Regions from separate parts of the Mus musculus genome. Here regions 1 and 3 are each linked to region 2. The links are chromatin contacts, called in public Hi-C maps. All regions are on one chromosome and are shown on one strand. The core of a region is the stretch at or near the end of the contact, and the rest is flanking DNA. Distances in the headings are between cores, read along the strand shown. Region 1 holds the start of Relb (avian reticuloendotheliosis viral (v-rel) oncogene related B). Region 2 holds the start of B9d2 (B9 protein domain 2). Region 3 holds the start of Arhgap35 (Rho GTPase activating protein 35).

The links. Hi-C and Micro-C count contacts between places; a contact is called where the count stands out from the background.
Region 1: a Hi-C map of B cells shows a contact between it and region 2, with 6 read pairs. The contact joins the promoter of Relb here to the promoter of B9d2 in region 2. A contact is called at or near these places in 1 of 39 promoter capture datasets (cranial neural crest) and 1 of 484 Hi-C or Micro-C datasets (B cells).
Region 3: a Hi-C map of B cells shows a contact between it and region 2, with 5 read pairs. The contact joins the promoter of Arhgap35 here to the promoter of B9d2 in region 2. A contact is called at or near these places in 2 of 484 Hi-C or Micro-C datasets (B cells and embryonic stem cells).

The regions. Positions count from the first base shown.
Region 1 is chr7:19,627,761-19,631,757 of GRCm38.p6, forward strand. Relb (avian reticuloendotheliosis viral (v-rel) oncogene related B) reads right to left here and starts at 1,678. Exons shown (of 12, transcript NM_009046.2): 1 at 1,431-1,678; 2 at 163-210. The coding sequence starts at 1,482. Clptm1 (cleft lip and palate associated transmembrane protein 1) reads right to left here. Exons shown (of 14, transcript NM_019649.2): 14 at 3,820-3,997.
Region 2 is chr7:25,678,950-25,682,683 of GRCm38.p6, forward strand. B9d2 (B9 protein domain 2) reads left to right here and starts at 1,831. Exons shown (of 4, transcript NM_001362154.1): 1 at 1,831-2,029; 2 at 2,434-2,525. The coding sequence starts at 2,438. It also overlaps a transcript of Tmem91 not described here.
Region 3 is chr7:16,612,827-16,616,996 of GRCm38.p6, forward strand. It overlaps Arhgap35 (Rho GTPase activating protein 35), which reads right to left and starts at 2,167. Exons shown (of 7, transcript NM_172739.4): 1 at 1,646-2,167. Gm29443 (predicted gene 29443) reads left to right here and starts at 998. Exons shown (of 3, transcript NR_136928.1): 1 at 998-1,126.

The DNA of each region.
Region 1 (3,997 bases), core at 428-2,927, 6.1 Mb before region 2:
CCAGGACTACCTGGCTATTGCCAGAGAAATGTGGGGGTGGAGTACAGACAGAGTACCAACAGACAAAGCTTGCAAAGTGGGTACACTCATTCCCTCTCCACGGGGGCTCCTCCAATCCCATTTCCTACAAGCAGGTGGGCAGGGGCTGTGGGGGTTGCTCACCTGTGGTCCTGGAGACCGTTAGTGACAGGGAAGAGAGGTCACTGGAACCTGTGAGATGGAGACCTGGATTAACAAACAATGCAGGACCAGAGACTCTGATGAGCCTGCTCCTCTCTCTGGCTTGGTCCCTTGAATAAAGTCCCTCCTCCTTACCGAGCTCAGGTGCAGGCCAGCCTTCTCTAACTCCTTTTTTTTTTTCTTGGTTTTTCGAGACAGTGTTTTTCTGTATAGCCCTGAGCTGTCCTGGAACTCACTTTGTAGACCAGGCTGGCCTCGAACTCAGAAATCCGCCTGCCTCTGCCTCCCAAGTGCGCCACCACAACCGGCTCTTCTCTAACTCTTGAAAAAAGTTCTGGCTTTTCGTTTCTGCCTTTGACTCCGCCAATCATCACTCAATATCCGCTACTTTCCCCATTAAGGTGGGACTTGGAGGACTCCTGATGCCTCAGGAAAACCCCCGTCTCCGTTCTTCCCTCAGGGCGAAATCCGAGCCCCAATACTTCGTCACTGGAGAACTTTCCTCTCCCCCATCTCGCTGCAGGCCCCGCCCCTTTTCAATCCCATCGTCAGGCCCCGCCCTTCGTTTTCTAAACAGGCCCTGCCCTTTCCCTAGACCTGCCACTACGCCCCACTTTCCCCCACCCCAACCCAAGGGTAAGTCCCGCCCACTCACTGAGCCACACACCTCTTCTTGCTCTTGGAGCCTGACCCCGCCCCTATTTCCTGTCAAGCACAGTCCTGGATCCTCCTCCTCGAGGTCAGGCACCGCTCCTCCTTAAATCTTGAAGCTGGGCCCCGCCTCTTTCTTTGCCTCTAAAGGCCTAAGCCTTGCGGGAGAAGGGTCCCCCTTGTTTGGAGAGAATAAAGCCACTTCCTCGAATTAGGCTCCGCCCCTTACTCCTAAGAGCAGCCTCACCCACTCTGTAAACCAGAAGCCTCCTCTGAGTTTGCCCCGCCCCTGTGTGTATGGCTCCTCCCCTTCAGAGTTATGCCCCGCCCCTCCTCTCGACCGCCGCCCGGCCCGCCCCCTTCTTTGCCTCAGGCTCAGGCCCCGCCCCCTTCTCACTCCTTAGCGGGACGCCTAGCCTGTATCTCCCCGGCAAGACCCTTCACCATCCTCTACCTTCTGCCTTATCCCTCGCGCAGTGTCCCCGCCACCCTTGTACTCTCCGCACCGAAGCGCGAATCCTGCGGAAACCCGCAGATGACTCCGAGCGCCCCGAACTCCCCGAGCCCGAGCCCCGCCCCAGAGGTTCCACTCTGCTTACCCAAGGCCCCTAGCTCGGGCGCGGACTCTCTGGCAGCGCGGCGACTCGGCATGGCCCGGCCCGTAGGGACCGACAGCCCGAAGGCCAGCTCAGGGCGAGCGCACACGAGGGCAAGCCGGGCAGTCGGACAGCCCGGTCGGCTGGGACGATCACCGGCCGGGCAAGCGGTGCAAGGCTAGGGCCGAAGGCCGGGCTGGACGCACGGCGCCCGGGGCTGCGGGGGGCGCCGGGCCGAGCGGGCGGCGGGCGGGGGCGGGGCGGCGGAATTCCCCGGCGCCGCCGGCCTGCGCACCCATTGGCTCGTACCCCTCCGTGACGTCACGTCAAAGGGAATGGGAAAACCCCCGCTGCTCACGTGACTGCGGGGGCGGGGTCGGCCGGGAAGCGAAGGCTTGGCACTTCGCAGGGTCCGGGTGCGAGTCGCTGCCCATTGCCTTGGCCAAGACCACTGAGGTCCGTCCGGGTCCACTTGCGCCCTACCCACAGAACAAGCTGAGAAATGGGCATTCCATTTCCCCTACGAGGGCTTGAACCTGCTATCTTTCAGGCTGGCAAATGAAGCCAGGAGTGGGAAGTTAGCAGCCATTGATAATTTGTTTGAAGTAAAATTTACATAGGGTCTCATCTTGCCCAGACCGATGACCTTGAACTGCAGATCCTTTTGCCCCCATGGATCCTTCAGATTCGTCCCTCCACAGTGCTGGGACGACAGGCATGAACCACCACCTAGTCTATGCAGCACTGAGTGTTGAACCCAGGGCTTCATGAATACTGAGCTACAGTCCCAGCCCGTTGGTGATATATGGCACCTATAACCTATAGAAACCTATAGAAACTTGTATGTTCCATTCCCCTTCTATCATAGCATGTGTGATCAATGATTCAAGCAACCTACGCATAATTAAGCACTTGCCATATGCTGCAGCCTGTAATGAAAACTAGGGTACAGCATTACTAAAACCAGGCCCACTTCTTGCTCCAGAGGCAGAAAACTGCAGCAGTGAATGATGTGGCACCGGTATCTACTGTTGCACACCAAAGCAAAGAGCATTGTTTTGGTTTTGCTATGTAGCTCTGGTTGACATTGAATTCATGATAATCCATCTGCTTCAGCCTGAGTCCTGGGGATCCCAGGCACCTACCATCACGTCCAGCTTAGAGCAAACCTTTTCTTGCAATGAAAGACATTAGGCTCAGGCTTTGAGAACCAAATGGTCTTAATTTTCAAATGTGCCATCTTACATAAACAGCCAAGGACCAGAAACAGGGATGTGGCTATGTTCTATTAGAACATAATTTGATAAATATAGAAATGGGAATATCATGTAACTTTCACACTGAATCATATTCTTTTTCACTTTGTACCAGAGGGAAATGTTCCAGTGTCATAAGCAAGCCCAGGAGTGGACATCTCCCATAGAATAAGCTTGCCAGTCACACACACACACACACCAATCACTGCTTTCCTTGAGGTTTTCCAACTGTAGTGCTGAGGATGTGGCTTGTGATAGAATGCTTGTCTAGCATGTATGAGATTCTAGGCTGTGTTCTCAGCAGCACACAGAAAGATATTGTAGCCACAATATGCCCATTCTGGACAGACAGAGGCAGGAGATCCACTGACAAGTAGTGAGTTCCACTGCATAGCAGGCCCTTGTCTCAACGCAAACCAACAAAATAAAACAAAAAAGAAGGGGGAGAAGAGGGGGAAAATTGGGCTGGTGGTGTGGCTTAGTGGTAGAGCACCTGCCTAGCATGTTGGAGGACCTGTGTTGATTGCCTGGATCTGAGACACGACTGTGAATTCAAAAGCAAAACTGAGAGCCAGGTATGACAGCTCACACGAGTAACTTAAAACACTTGAAAGTCTGAGGCAGGAAATCACCACGAGTTCTAGGCCAGTCTGGACTACTTATAGCAAGACCCTGAATGAAAAGACAAGCAATCTCTCTCAAGAGAGTTGTAATTGGAAGGTCCTGAATCAAATATCCTGTGTTCAAATACTAGGTTTCCTGGACAATTATGCAATTCCAGGCAACTGATTTCACCACTCTGGACTTGAGTTTCTTAACAGGATGGCTTTAAAGACTTAAGGAGGTAGTCTAGTTGACTCTTGACACAGGTCTTCCATGCACCTGCACTATTCAAACTACTAAATACTTGTTAGGGTACATACACCAGGCTGGCCTCTGACTCCTGAGTACCATGATTAAATGTGTGTGATCCCATGGCCAGCTGGGAAAAAAAAAAACAACTGAGTTTCTCATCTGGAGGTACAGAATATCACAAACTTCAAAGAGCTGTTGTGAACACACACACACACACACACACACACACACAGCAACAATGCTGGACACTGTTCTCAAAGTTGGGGACAGTACATGGTGCATCCATGGTGTTTTCCATTTTTTATTCTTTCAAACAAGGTGTTAAATAGCCCAGGCTGGCCTCAGACCCAGCTTCTATTTCTGGTTGTGAGCCTAGCCTGTAACAGAGGAGCCATCTCTCCAGCCCCTCAGACCCAACTCAAAGCAGTGAGGATGACTTTGATGTCCTGACCCTTCTGC
Region 2 (3,734 bases), core at 581-3,080:
CGAGACGTTCGCTTACTGTGTGTGCACTTTTCTGTACCTAATACTTACAAAGTGATGTTCTTGAAGAAGGTGGTTCAGATCCTTCTGTTCCTAAAATGAGTCAGTGGCAGAAGAAAGCAAGGTGTGAAGCCCTATTCCAGCTGCCATGGAGAACACCATGGCAACCACGTGGTTCTAGACTCCCATTTCCAGTGAATACCTGAATAAAGTGTGGGCTCTAGTTACACTGAATGCACTGTGACACTCCAAAGGAGGGAAATTCGGACACACACTTACAATGTGGATGAGCCTGCATGACAGAATTACTGAATTAAATAAGTCAATACAACAAATACTGTATGGCCTGGAGAAATGGCTCAGTTGGCAAGAGCATAGTGTGCTCTCGCATAGGTCTCAAGTTCCATTCTTACCGTGTGTCCTGGGTGGTCACTACTGCCTGCAATGCACTCTCCAGAACGCCAGATACTCTCCTGTAGCCTTGGCAGGCACTGCATGCACCTGGTGCTCAGATATACGTGAAAAACACCAGTGCAAACAACAGATGTTTAAAAAGCAAGCACACAAAAACAGTGGTGTTAGTGTTGGTAACACATATCCTGAAAATTGGAAGGAAAAAAAAGTGGATAGCTTCTAGGGACAACCTTGGAGGTTGGTGAGCTAGCTTCTGGCCTCTACATATGCACCATACAAACAACCACCCATACACCTGAACACACCACACACACACACACACACACACACACACACACACACACACCACACAGACGAGCTATCTTCTGGCCTCTACATATGCACCATACAAACAACCACCCATACACCTGAACACACCACACACACACACACACACACACACACGACTTAAGTTCTTGTTTTAGTTTTAGTTTGTTTGTTTAAGGGGGATTGGCCTGGAACTCACTTAATAGCCCAGGCTGGCTTTAAATTTGCAGCATTCCTCCTGCCTCAGTCTCTCATGAGCCACAATACTCATCATAAAATTTTTAAAATTTGTTTCCGACTTGGGAAAAAAATATATATATATAAAGGAGAGAGGCTTTCTTCCCTGACTTCCTGCCAAAGGGGCTTCTTCCTTCCTTTTGTAGGATTTATTTTTATTATTTGTGTATGCCACCTGTGCGCGGGGCAGGGGTTGAGGGTGGGAAGTGTCCTCTGGGACGCCAGAAGAGGGCAGAGTTGGAGCTGGAGTTACAGAATGCTGGGAACCGAACTCCAGTTCTCTGGAAGTGAGGCAAGCGCTCTTGTTGCACCATCTCTCCAGCCCCGTCTTCCTCATTTATCTTTACTCCAACCTGTTTGTTCAAAACCAGCTGCTAGAATGAACTTTGCAGTGACTCTGAGAAAGAACTTGGACTTCTCAGTCCTTGAGAAATCTGAGGAAGCTCTGAAAACTGAAGAGAAACCCACTTCCCAATTTCTCTAGTGTCAGAATATGGAGGTCCTTTTTTCCCCTCCAGCTACAACATAGAGATGACTACTATGGGAGTCCCTTTAGGTGCCCGTTTAGTGTCGGCTGGCTCCATTCTGGCTGTGATCCTGAACAGGAAAGGTGTTTTGTTTTGAGGAAGCAAAGAGCATCAATAGATTTGCTTATTGCGTGAAGAAGATATGGAGAGGAAACAGTTGGCGTTCTAACTTCCTCAACTGCTGATAGAGATAACCCGCCAGGCCTCCCACTCTGGGGCGTAAGGCGTCGCAGGAGCAAGACCTATGCAATTCTCGCAAAAAAGTCCCGAATGACCGCGTCCATCACGACTACGCCCCGCCCCCCAGAGGGCAGCTATAGCACCAATCATCAGCACGCAGGGCGGGCTCAGGGGAGGAACCTGCTGTTGCCCCAGCAACAGTCGGGGCACCCCAGGAGAGCGAGGCTGCGGATCTATCTACCTCAGATCTCCCTCCGCCTGGAAGGGCCCGGGAGGGGAGCGAGACTAGTCTCGACGGCGCCCGCAAAGAAGCCCGTGAACTACCATCCCCGAGGCAGCTTTCACTTCTAACGGTCAAGTACGCGGAGGTAGGAATGACGCATGCGCTACGCCTACGGGCAAGGGTAAAGCGGCCCTACACCCGAGACGAGACGCATGCGCCTTTTGAAGCTTGGCTGATCTGCCGCGAAGGGGCGGGGCCTTGCACATGTGGGCGGGGCCACAACCCTGGGGCGGGGCTTTCTAAGCGTCTGAGCCTTGGTTTATTTATTGGTGCAGGTTCCCACACCTCTGGGAGACTTCCCCATTTTTCTTGGGCTTTTCTGGGGACGTGGCTTGTATCTGTGATGAAGGCCACATTGTCAGTGGGTTGGTGGAACTAGCTTAGAATCACAGTGCTGTTCTTTATGTGATAGGCTTCAGTTTTCCCAGCTGTCAGATGGAAATAATACAGTTACCTCACAGGGTTGTGATTGAATTTTTCCTTTCCTAGAGCCATGGCTGAAGTGCACGTGATCGGGCAGATCATAGGGGCCACCGGTTTCTCGGAAAGCAGCCTCTTTTGCAAGTGGGGCATCCACACAGGTATCCTCCTCACACCTTGTTCATCTCCCAAACAATACCCAGCTCCCTCCCCTAGCCTAAGTCTCCATGTTCCTTCCTCGATTCTCCAATGAACTCATACTGTTTGCTTCTCTTTATCCTTGTCTTTCATGTTATCTCACCATCGGAAAACATAGCCCCTAAGCATATGGGGCTGTGACATAGAAAACACGCGCGCACACACACACACACACACACACACACACACACACACTTCCTGTCCTCAGGCCAGTAGACAAACTAGGTGTGCTTATGCATATCTGTAATTCCAGCACCTAGGAAGCCTTCTATTACAAGTTTGGGGCCCTGTCTCAAAGAAAAGAGCACAAAATATATACAAGATTATTGTAAGTTCTAGGGAAAAAAAGAAAGTGATGTGCTGGGGGCTGATTTGGGATGTGGAGGTCTGAGATCAGAGAAAGCCTTTCTGTGCAAGTGGCACTTGAATTGGGGGGCAGGAGGAAAACAGCCGGAAATGGGCACCCAGTAGCAGACGTTTCAGGGCAAAAGGAACAGCCGCTGCCAAGGCCTTGAGGCAAGGGAACAGGATGGGACCAGTGAGGCTTGAGGGTGGGGAGCGGCAGTGGCAGATGAGTGACAGGATCCAGGTCACACATGGGCCTTCGTGGCAACAGTGAGGAGTCTGAAAGCTTCGTGTGTGTGTGTGTGTGTGTGTGTGTGTGTGTGTGTGTGTGTGTGTGTGTTGGGAGGGGGCAGTTAGAATCCCAGAGAGCAGATAAGGTGAAGGCATTGCCCAGAGCGTTTAGCAGAGCATCTGGGGTGTAGTGCTCAGTATGTGGGCACTGCTTCTCCTTGCTCCTCACTGGGGTTGTGATGTGCTCGCAGATGGTGCCCAGTCTCTTCTTGGTCTTTGACGGAGGCTTCTGAATGTGGGGTGCATAGAGGAAGGAAAATGCTGGGGATCTCGTCACCCGGGGAGCGTAGGTCATCCTTAGCTACGACAGAGGTTTGAGGCTAGCCTTGGCTATATGAGACCTTGTCTTAAGAAAGGAGGCTCTCTGTTGGTGCTGAGAGTGCAGCTCATCAGCAGAGCATAGAGCGTGTGCCTCTGGATCACATCGCCAGCTGCAGTCATGAGGATTAACAAGTGAATAATATTTTAAAAATTCATAGTTCATCCTTGCTATGTGAGTCCTCTCATAACTTGTGAGATTGTGTTTTTTGTCGCTT
Region 3 (4,170 bases), core at 917-3,416, 9.1 Mb before region 2:
GAAAGGGGAGACGGGGATAATAAGAAAGGAATGATACCTTCAGGTTAGAACTAAGGAAAAGGACTTAAAAGGAGGTGGAGGCAGAACAAGACAGGATCGGAGAATGAACAAAAAAAAAATCCAGTGAAAGGCTGAATGGGGGGGATGGAGGACTTAGAATTAAGAAGGACCAAACATAGAACACAAGGAGACTGGTGTTGAAGATGATCACTTTGACAGGGACAGCAACAGTAAAGTTCAAGACGATTCAAAACTATGTAGACAAATGGACAGCTCCAAAAGAGAGGAAAGAGCACCAAATAAAGAGAATGAAGGGGAAAAGCCGGTAGAAGAAAAGGGCAGAATGGGCAGCGTGTGAAGGATCAGGGTCAGAGTCATCTAAAGTGCAGAGAAACACCAGGAGCAAGGAAGACATAGGCAGCAAGTCCTAGGTGTAGATGAACTTACTGGTGATGGGTTTGTGGGGAGAGAGAGCAAATGAATGAAGCAGAGCAGAGGGGCATTGAAATAAAGGTGGGAAAGAGAGGAAACTCAACGAGAATAGAGGTGCAGAGAGAGTACAACTGAGTAGTCAGGGTTAGGGCAGAGGTCTGCTAAAGGAAATGGCAAAAATGAGACACCCTAAGGGACAGAAAAGGGGGTAAAAAGAAGAGGGCAAAAAGCCAGGCACCACAGGGGAGTGCATGCAAGATCAGAGCGCCTGCACAGGGGCAGAGTTGGCAGGCAGAAGGGTCTGGAAAAGAGGACAGGGTCTGAATGGCAAAATGGGAGCAAGCACTGAGAAGGGAAGGAAGCGAGCAAGGCGCATCAGAATCTGAGAACCGTAGGAGAAGGAGCTTAGGGACATCCTAGGAGGTGCAGAAGGTTCAGTGTTGCGACCCGGCAAAATATGGGGCAGTTGGGCCCAAATACAAGGAGGAATTATGTCCAAAGCCAAGACCGGGAGGGCAGTAGAGCAGTGCCTGTATCAACAGACCAATACGGATCTCCACGGAGGTGGAACCGCAGGTCCTAAAGGGACAGCTCCTGGGGATGCAAGATGTTCTACCGCAGGGATAATAACAGTAAATAGGCCAAAGAAGGAGAATGGGGATTTCCTCCCAAAAGTGATGCTAGCAGAAAACAGGTAAGGTAGAAGGGCCACGGATATTCAAAGTGAGCGTCAGAGGGGATACTGAGGGGTCAATGAGGAGGTAGACTGTCCCAGGAGCACAGCCGACTCCAGGAGGTGGCGAAGTAGGTATGACTGGGGGTCGGGGTGGGGGAGGAAGTGGGAAAGAAGACGGCTCAGAATTGGGAGTCGGGTATCTCGAGTGGAGGCTGAGAGACACCGAGATCCTTCACCGGGTTTGGTGGGGCGTGTGTGGAGGCAGACGCCGGGATTGCAGGGCTGCGGGGACACTAGCGAATAGGAAGGGCAAGGCGGGCCGCGCGGGCCGGGCCCGGGCATGCAGCGGCCGGGACGCGGGGACCGCGGGGCGCTGGGGGGGGCGCTCCCACCCCTCCCCCTCCGGCTCCTCCATTGTTCGCGGGCTCCGGGCCCCGCGGTCCCCGCCTTTCCCCCCACCCTTGGATCCCGCAGCGGGGCGGCGCCCGGCGCCTCGCCCGTCCCCACATTCCCCTCCGCCAGCTACGAGACACTTACCAGTCTCGGGGGCGCACTCAGCGCGGCCCCGGCCTCCGCGATCCCAGCCGCAGCGACGGCGGGCCCGGCGCCATGTTCCCCTAGCGACTCGTTCCTGAGGCGGCTGAGGCGGCGGTGGCGGCTCCGGCGGCGGGGGGCCGGGCGGACCCTCCCTCGCGGGCTCCCTCCTCCGCCTCCTCCACCTCCTCCTCCCGCCGCGCCGCGGCTCTCCCTCGGGGCGGGGGGCGGGGAGGGGAAGGGGGGAGGGGCGGGAACCAGGGGGAGGGCGGACCAGCCTCGCTCGCTCGCTCGTTCCCTCCCTCCCGCGCAATGGCGGCGGCGGCGGCGGCGGCGGCAGCGGCGTTGTCGCCTCCTTCCTGCGGCCGCCGCGGCCGTGCGCGTACTGGAGACCCTCTCGCAAGTGCGCGTGCGTTTCTGAGGGGCGAGAGATGCTGGGGCTGGGGTTGGGAAGTGGATAACGGCCCTGTGGGCCGAGCGCACCGCGAGGACCGTAGGCCGGGAGGACAGGCACGCGCGGACACCGAGGGCGCGAGTGCGCGTGCGCGCCTGAGGAAAACGCCGCTACCTCAGCGGCTGCGGCGCCAGATTTACACAGCGCGAGGACGGACACCCGCGAACTGGCACAGGAGGGCGCGGGGTGGGCTGAGTGCGCGTGCGCAGAGACGGCTGCAGCCTGCGAAGCCACCGAAGGGAGGGAGGAGCCCGCAAGGGGGGCGCGCACGGCGTCGCGCGTTCCAGGCTGCAGTACCCGCCGCCCCTCCCCACACCGCGCCGGCTCCAAGAGAAAGCCATCTCTGAGAGGCTTGGCCCGGCTCGTGAGGGCGGGGACTTAGGGCTCCATCCCGCTCGCGCGGGACCTCACTAACCAATGGAAGGCAGAGGGAGGTGGGTTCGCCTCCTGGAGCCGCAGCTTCGGGATAACGGAGGGGGTTGGGGGGACAGACGTAACGTGGGGTGGCGAGGCGGGGCTGTGAAGGAGGGAGCGTACCCAGCGAGTGAACCAATTGGGCGAGGGAAGGGGGCGTGGTCCTTCACAGCCCAACCCAGGCTCGCCGTTGGCCAGCCCAAAAGAGTGGGCGGGGACAGGGGGCACGTGCTCTTTCCCGGGCGCTGAAGAAAAACCTGTGGGCCAGGCGCGTTGATACAAGTTACTGGTGATTTCTCCCAGTGCTTGGTCTCGGGCAGAGGAAGGACAGGCCCTGCATTGCAGCCCTAGTCTCCCAAGTCAGCATCGGGCAAATGACAGCAAACCACATGTCACTTTGGGTGCTTGCAGGGGGAATGGTGATGTAAGAGGGCTCCCCTCTAACTCTGTATTCCTCTGGGAGCCCTCCGGAAGGATGGATTGTGAAAGACAGGCTTTCCCGGCGCCTCACAGAGTGTGGAATGCCTGAAGGAAGCACGTGTTTCCGATCCAGCCTTGCACTTCTTTCCAGGCTTTTCATCTGTAAAGTGGGATAACAATACTGAACTCCAAAGGGTCGCTTGGAGAATCGAATGAGGTATAATAGGCCCTATGGCCACGATTCATGGTGGGAATCCTCGAACTACTAGAACCCAGTAAAATATGGGCGATCTCCCTTATACATTAATATCTATAATAGCTGATGGATTACTCTTAGCAGAGGATTACCCACAACAATAGAAAAACGATGAATATATATTACGCTGTAATAAGAGAAATGTGGATGTGACCCTCCTAGCCACCGGTAACTGAAACATCAGAAAGCAACAGGGGAGTTAAGAGGGAACTACTGTGTCTCTAAATGAGGGTGGGGTGTAAAGGAGTGACCTACACGTATTGAGTACGCAGTAAGCATTGCTAAATAAAATTACATGGGCTCGACCAAATCCAGCAGCCAGAACTTCATGAAGTCAAAAAGGTCATGCTGTGGGTGATATTCCTGGAGTCTGCTTTAAGGTGGTTAAGGCAGCCAGTATGTATGTCTCTTTTGGCTCTCTACAAAGGCAAGAAGGAAAAATCAATATCATAAAATTTTACAGTGGAAACACAGTAATGAATTTTCATATTCTGAAAAAAAAGTTTACATGTGCTCAAATTTTAAAACACCCCAACAAATGAAGCCTCTCATTAAAGTTTGTTAGGAGGGCAGGTTCTTGTGGTGTGGGCTGAAGAGATCAACAGTTAAAAGTGGGTTCCTCTCCCATCTATAAAGATCATTACTTGGGGCTGAGGACAGAAGTCATTGGTAGAATGCTTGCATAAATACACAAGGCATTCGGTTCCATCCTAAGCACAGAGTGTCTGGAGTAAACTAAAGTTAATTTTGTTTTCTGTTTTTTGAGACAGGGTTTCTCTGTGTAGCCCTGGCTGTCCTGGAACTTGCTTTGTAGGCCAGGCTGGGCTTGAACTCAGAGAGATCTGCCTCTCCCTTCCAAGTGTTGGGATTAAAGGCATTTGCCACCATGCCTGGCTAAAGATAATTTCCATTAACATTTTTCTCACTAGCTATCCTGGCTGCCCTGGAATTTACTATGTAGCTTAGATTGGAATTGAATGTGTG